Linked DNA regions of Sus scrofa: region 2 is linked to region 1. A link is a contact called in public Hi-C data. All regions are on one chromosome and are shown on one strand. The core of a region is the stretch at or near the end of the contact, and the rest is flanking DNA. Distances in the headings are between cores, read along the strand shown. Region 1 overlaps PAG1 (phosphoprotein associated with glycosphingolipid-enriched microdomains 1). Region 2 overlaps ZNF704 (zinc finger protein 704).

Region 1 (3,692 bases), core at 1,004-3,503:
GAAACACACGTTGTTCTCTCTGCAGGAGGACGCAGCCCTCTGCCCCCATGTCACCACCTTGCAGCGACTGACGGACTCCATCAGCCTGTGTCACTTCTGCCGCCATCATGGGACCCGAGGGCAGCTTGCTGAGTGGGGGACAAATGCAGATCGTCCTGTGGGAAAGCCTGGCGGCCGTGGCCACCTTCTTCCTCATCACCTTCCTCATCTTTCTGTGTTCCAGTTGTGACAGGTGAGAGCCAGCCCTATCCACAGGAACCTACACATAACACGGTTCCCTGGACCCAGTTGATTTTCTGTACAAAAAGCTGTGAGGAATGGCCTCTCACTGCATAAACAGTCCCAGAAACTTGTGTGTTAAAATTAGCCAACTTCTGGAGTTCCCATCATGGCTCAGCAAATATGAATCTGACTAGTGTCCATGAGAACATGGGTTCGATCCGCGGCCTCGCTCAGTGGGTTAAGGATCTGGTGTTGCTGTGAGCTGTGGTGTGGGTCACAGATATGGCTTGGATCCTGAGTTGCTGTGGCTGTGGTGTAGGCTGGCAGCTGTAGCTCTGATTTGACCCCTAGCCTGGGAACCTCCATATGCTGCAGGTACAGCCCTAAAAAGACCAAAAAAAAAAAAAAAAAAAAATTAGCTGACTTCTCAGCCGCAAAGGGGCCTTGGACACTTTTTATTAGTTCAATGAAAAACCATATTTGATTTTGCTGGGGAGCAGTCAGAAGAGCCCTGTAGATGAAACTTCCCAGGAGGAAATTTTTGCTCTTCCTGATCAGAATTTATGTTGTTTTTTCCCATCTGTGGGCATTTGGAAATCTAAGACATTTAAATCTAAATCTTAATGTGCATTAAAGACACTGTTTTTGCTGCCCCTTGAGAATTACTGAGAATTTTCGTTGCTGCGTGGCTTTGGAGGGATCATTTTGTGAAAGGTTTGTAATCTAGAATTGCAGTTAAGAAAGATCTGTTTTCCGAAAAGACACTCTGTGTATAAATGCTCATCTTGTCTTTTTTTTTTTTAGAATTATACTCTCTCTCTCCCCTCCTCCCCCTTTCCTCCTCCCCTCCCCCTTCCCTCCTCCCCTCTTTGATTCTCTCATATAAAATGTATCCCGCTGCCAAAAAAAAAAAAAAGAGGTATTTTCTTGGAGAGGAGTAAAATCTTTTCTGACCAGGAGTGATTTTCCAGGTGTTCAGACATTGTTAGCAGCATGCGCAGCCCTCTTCCAGCCTCTTTCTCAATAACCTTGGAAGAGACCTGACGATTGCCATTTAAAAACTGGAGGTGAAAAAAATAAAAAAATAAAAACTGGACTTGGATGTCTGGATGTGGCTTCCAGCCCTAAGGTCTCTGTCCAGAGGGGAAAATCCGGACTTTCTGAACTCAAGTAGCCTCAGAAACCCTGCCTGGTTTGGACCCAGGCTTCCAGGGTGGGGACAGAGTCTGACTTGGCCAGGAAGCTGAAGAAATAAGAGTCTCCTTCTAGTGCAGTGTTCCCTCCCCTGCGCCTGGGAGCGCCTGCCTCTGCAATCATTTACATGCCCACTAGGTGTCACTGTTGCCTTATACATCAATGGGAGACGCACCCTCTCCTCCTGATGGCTTGCTTTAGCCTGTCCCAAGTAAAAATAAATTCTATTTTTACTCGATGGACTTTTCCATAAACTGGAAGTACTTATGACTCATCCTGAGAGCATGTACCCTTCTCAACACGCCAAAAGTTGTATTTTCTTTATTTTCACCATCTCATCCCAGTGTGTGACTTTGCAGAGACTGAATTAAGAAAAATGAAGAGACGAGAATTGTCCAGATTTCCTTAAAAAAAAAAAAGAAAAAGAAAGAAAGAAAAACTCATTCTAGTATTCTAGATATAAACAGTTTCCAGTCAGGAAACTTCCCCAGTTCTCTCCTTAACTTGTATTTTCTACTCTTGGAGGAAAGGGAGGGCGAGAGAGGTGACCAGCCCTTCGTGGGGACGTGACCCCCTCCCCCTCCAACCCGCTGCCTGCAGAGGAGGGGCAGCGAAAATTGTCTGGCTTCGGCTTCCTTGGCAAAATAAACTGGGTTCTTAAAAGGGAGATTTAAATGTTGATAAAAGTTCGGATCGGAAAGGGGAGCATATGTTTGATCTCAGATGGCAAGGAGGATGTCCCAGCGACGTTTCCTTTTCTGTTTCAGAGAAAAGAAGCCAAGACAGCACAGCGGGGACCACGAGAATCTGATGAATGTGGTGAGCCCATGTGTGCATGTCTGCCTCTGTGTGTGTGTGTTTTAAAGCATCAGCCACTTACCTCGGCCCATCCCTACAGGCTTAGGACCTGAAGGAAACCAGGAAAGGAACTCAGCTGGAGTTAACTGTCTGCCTGGGCTGTGTCCTCCTTCTGTAGGTTTATATTCACCGTGGCTAGAGGCCTGTGCCATTGGCCAGGTTTTTAGGAATTTCTGAAACATATGCACTTGTGCCCCTTCTGGAAAGATCTTCAAATGCCTCCAGCCTACCACAGGGATGTTCTGGTTTGCCTCTGCCCAGCTCCAGCCTGAGTGTGTTAGTCGGCCAGGGCTGTAGTAACAAAGGACCACAAACTGAGTGGCTTAAGTAAGAAATGTATCACCTCACATTTCTGGAGGCTAGAAATTTGAGATCAGGGTGGTGGCGGGGTTCCTCCTGAGAGCTACCATGGCAAATCCTTTCTGGGCCACTCTCCTAGCTTCTAGTGGTCAGCTGGCAGTTCCAGCGATGCTGGGTTTCTGTGTTCACTCTCACATGGCTTTCTCCGTGTCACTCTTCATACCATCTTCCCCTTCTGCATGTATTCCCTCTCTGAGTTCCCCTTGGAGCCTCACAAAAAAAGAGCCTCACCTTCACCAGTCTCATCTGCAACGATCCTATTTCCAAATAAGGTCAATTCTAAGGTTTGGGGGGCCAGGACTTACGGATAGAAATTGGGGGAGGGTACAAGTCAACCCATGACATTGGATGGTGGCTTTGGAAGATTCTCAAGACCTTTAAAATTTTAGGACAGCCCTAGGAGTTCCCGCCATGGCTCAGTGGTAATGAACCCAACTAGGATCCATGAGGATGCGGGTTAGATCCCTGGCCTTGCTTAGTGGGTTAAGATTTCAGCATTGCCCTGAGCTGTGGTGTAGGTTGCAGACGCGGCTCGGATCTTGCATTGCTGTGGCTGTGGTGTAGGCTGGCAGCTGTACCTCTGATTTGACCCCTAATCTGGGAACTTCCATATGCCGCAGGTGCGGCCCTAAAAAGACAAAAAGAAGACAGAACAGCCCTGTCCAACAGAACCTTCTACCAGGATGGACGTGTTCTGTAGCTGGAGGAGATCCGGCAACCACTGTCCCCATGGGGCTATTGAGCACGTAGTATGTGACTAGTACAGCTAAGGAACTTGAGGTTATTTCATTTCTCTTAATTTAAATCTAAGCGGGAGTAACCATTGTGGCACAGTGGAAACGAATCTAGCTAGGCTCCGTGAGGATGTGGGTTCCATCCCTGGCCTCGCTTAGTGGGTCAGGGATCAGGTGTTGCCGTGAGCTGTGGTGTAGGTCACAGATGCAGCTTGGATGCCGCATTGCTGTGGCTGTGGCATAGCCCGGCAGCTGCAGCTCCAATTTCACCCCTAGCCTGGAAACCTCCATATGCCGCACCTGCAGCCCTAAAAAGCAAAAAAA
Region 2 (3,457 bases), core at 739-3,238, 360 kb after region 1:
TTACTTAAGATGATTACACATCTCTGCACCATGAACTTATTTTATTTTACAAGTCATGCTGCAGTATATTTATAAGCTTCCTGGGCCTGCCAAGTGACTTTGTCACACCAGGTAATATGACCTAAATCATTACATGAGGCTTCTCTTAAAGTCATGTTGTCTTGAATGGAGCTTTCTTATTTATTGCAGGCAATTTGGGTCCAGAGAGCATAACAGTCTCTGGGGAGACCGCAGGGAACGAGATGCTAATTTAGTTTTGTTGATGCTGTCAAGGTGTGAGCCTGCATAAGTGACCATTTGATTCTGAAAGAGCCTTGCTGTAATGAGATGGTTAACTTCCTCCTGCTATTCAGCTTGACTGAACTCCACTCATCTCACTGAACTTTTTGCTCCACATAGTGGAGGAATGCGCTGGAAATCTATAATTAGGCAAAAGTAGTGGAGACATTTTTCCATGAATGCTAGTCTGCCGTTTGTCTTCACTTCATTTCTGATTACCCAGATGTTAAGAGCATTTTTTTTTAATGAGGCATTTTGGGATTTTTTTTTTCCTCCTTGTAGTTAGAATATAGTTTTAATATATTCAAGAGGCACATTAATATGGAGGAGAAATTATCCTAAAAGCAAGCTGAATTTATACAAATGCTAATTAAGATTGGGCATTTTATAAAGTAAAGCAAATCTTCAGTGATTAAAGGAGCCTCCTGAAGGTATTCCAACTGGGCAAAGATCTATCTACATTAGCAAGCATTTCATCATGTTTTTCCCCACAAGTGGAAAGGTGAAATTCAATACCAGTCTTGTCAGTAATTATTGCCAATAAATCCTCATCCGATCTCAGCTTTGCCAGGGAGAAAGGAGGATACTAACAGCACAAGTGCCTGCACTGGAGGAGAAAAAGTTCAACTGGTAGACCAGGGTTTGGGGCTCTGGCCCATGTGGGTTATGTACTAGTCATAGTCAAGTGGCAAGTCCCAACTTCTTGGTACCTCAGGGTCCTCATCTGTGAAATGGGCATGATAATCCTTACTCCGAAAGATAGATATTGTGAGAATGCATGAGATTGTGTGAATAAACTTTTTAAGACATAAAACCCCCACCAAATGTAAGGCAGTGTTATTTCAGGAGAGTAAATGGCTTTTGGTGACTAATCAGAAAGGATTTCTCTTAGGTTCTTAAATCTTAGACTAGTTTTTTCTATAAGCATAGTCTAAGGGTCATGGTCCTATAAGAGATAACTTTTAAAAAGTTAAAATGCTGAGTTGGAGGGGGTGAGTAGGAGGATCCACAAATAGGACACATAATTTCTCCCTTAGAAATGCAGTATAGGGAGTTCCCATTGTGACCAGAGGTTAACCATCCCGGCTAGTATCCATGAGGATGCGGGTTCGATCCCTGGCCTCTTTCAGTGGTTAAGGATACAGCATTGCTGTGGCTGTGGCATAGGCCAGGCAGCTACAGCTCCGATTCCACCCCTAGCCTGGGAGCCTCCATATGCTGCTGGAGCGTCCCTAAAAGAAACAAACAAACAAAAACAAAAACAATATATAAACGCTGATCTTCCCAAACCTAGTGAATCTACACATCTTTCTTTTCCTTGTTTTCATGTAATCTCCACTATCATCCTAAAGAACAAGCGTGGCACAAGGCCCATCAGAAAACTCTTGGAAAAAACCTGTTATGTGATTAAAATAAATGTTTATAAATTATAATGTGACCTCTTTTTTGGAGGTATAGAGTATAACATACATACTCAGCTGGTGCAAATTACTCAGAGGGCTGTAGGCGCTATCATCAGCGTCTAGAATCCAGGACCCCGTCTCCCACCCTGAAATCCCACCACCCCTGCCCCGCCCCCGCCCCCTGGGCTCCGGGTGTCCCTAACTGAGTACTGACGCGGAGCTTGTGTGCGCGGACAGAGGGCCTGAGTGGATCCTGGAAGGAGGGGAGCGGCGTGCCTTCCAGCACCAGCAGCAGCGGCTACTGGAGCTGGAGCGCCCCCAGCGACCAGTCCAACCCGTCCACGCCGTCGCCGCCCCTGTCCGCCGACAGCTTCAAGCCCTTCCGCAGCCCCGCGCCCACGGACGACGGCATCGACGAGGCGGAGGCCAGCAACCTTCTCTTTGACGAGCCCATTCCCAGGAAACGAAAGGTGGGTTTGGGGTTTTCACTGCAGAAATGTGCTTTCCATCTGCCTTCCAAAGGCGGCTCCGAGCCTGGGTGGTGATTCTGGCCCTTCTCCCCACGCCCCTTTTGATCAACAGAAGCAGCCTCTGTTCCCCTCTTAAGATTCTTTGACGTTTCAAAATAAATTAAGGGTCATGACTAAAGACAGATATAAAAGACTAAAACACCGATATGTTTCTGCCGCTGTCTTCCAGATACACCTTCCACCACCCCAGTCCCATCCCTTTCCCTGGTTCTAAGTTGCTGCTCTGGTGTAAGAGTTAACATCAGGAAACCTGGCACTTACCAGTATTTGGAAGTTAAAAAAAAATTGGACTTCAGGCTTGGTTTGGTAATTAACTCATTCTCTTGGTGGGGACTTAACTTTTTCATCTGTAAAATAAAATTAATGTTTTTCTCTTTTCTGCTTCACTGAGCCCTGAAAGGTTGTTGGAAAGAATATTTTGCATCTTTATAAAACCAGATTGAAATACACATGAAAGCTAACATATAAACATATGTAGTACCTACATACCCCAAATTATGTATTCATTACATTAGGTGTGAAATAAGGAGATCTAATGAATTGACTTAATCAATTAAGCGGTTACATTTTAATATTTTATTATTTTTAATGATTTTTATTTTTTCCATTATAGTTGTTTTACAGTGTTCTGTCAGTTTTCCACTGTACAGCCAAGTGACCTAGCCTCACACACACACACATTCTTTTTCTCACATTATCCTCCATCATGTTCCATCACAAGTGACTAGATATAGTTCACAGTGCTATACAGCAGGATCTCATTGCTTATTCTTTCCAAATGCAATAGTTTACATCTGTTAACCCCAAGCTCCCAGTCTATCCCACTCCCTCCTCCTCCCCCTTGGCAACTGAAAGTCTGTTCTCCGAGTCCATGAGTTTCTTCTCTGCAGAAAGATTCATTTGTGCAGTATATTAGATTCCAGATATAAGTGGTATCTTATGGTTTTTTGTCTTTCTCTTTCTGACTTAATTCACTTAATATGAGAGTCTCTGGCTCCATCCACCTTGCTGCAAATGGCATTGTCTTACTCTTTTTTATGGCTGGGTAGTATTCCATAGTATATATGTACCACATCTTAATCCATTCATCTGTCGATGGTTACATTTTTAGTTAATCCTCGAAGTAGTCCTATACAGTGAGTTTTATTTTCCCATCTTGATGAGGAGATTAAGGACCAGGGAGGTTATTATACATTCAACTCACCTCTGTCATGCAGGTTAAAAAGGGCCACCATTCCAACCCAG

The links. A called contact is a pair of places that touch in the nucleus more often than the background predicts.
Region 2: a contact with region 1 is called in a Hi-C map of skeletal muscle, with 3 times the contacts expected there. A contact is called at or near these places in 1 of 5 promoter capture datasets (liver), 18 of 47 Hi-C or Micro-C datasets (alveolar macrophages, brain, embryonic fibroblasts and 11 more) and 1 of 2 datasets of targeted methods (skeletal muscle).

What each region holds. Positions count from the first base shown.
Region 1 is chr4:55,591,523-55,595,214 of Sscrofa11.1, forward strand. PAG1 (phosphoprotein associated with glycosphingolipid-enriched microdomains 1) reads left to right here. Exons shown (of 9, transcript XM_021089173.1): 4 at 26-232; 5 at 2,184-2,235. The coding sequence starts at 108. Among named protein-coding and RNA genes, the nearest start is that of PAG1, 140 kb to the left of the region's middle.
Region 2 is chr4:55,956,188-55,959,644 of Sscrofa11.1, forward strand. It overlaps ZNF704 (zinc finger protein 704), which reads left to right. Exons shown (of 9, transcript XM_021089176.1): 4 at 1,920-2,152. Among named protein-coding and RNA genes, the nearest start is that of ZBTB10, 220 kb to the right of the region's middle.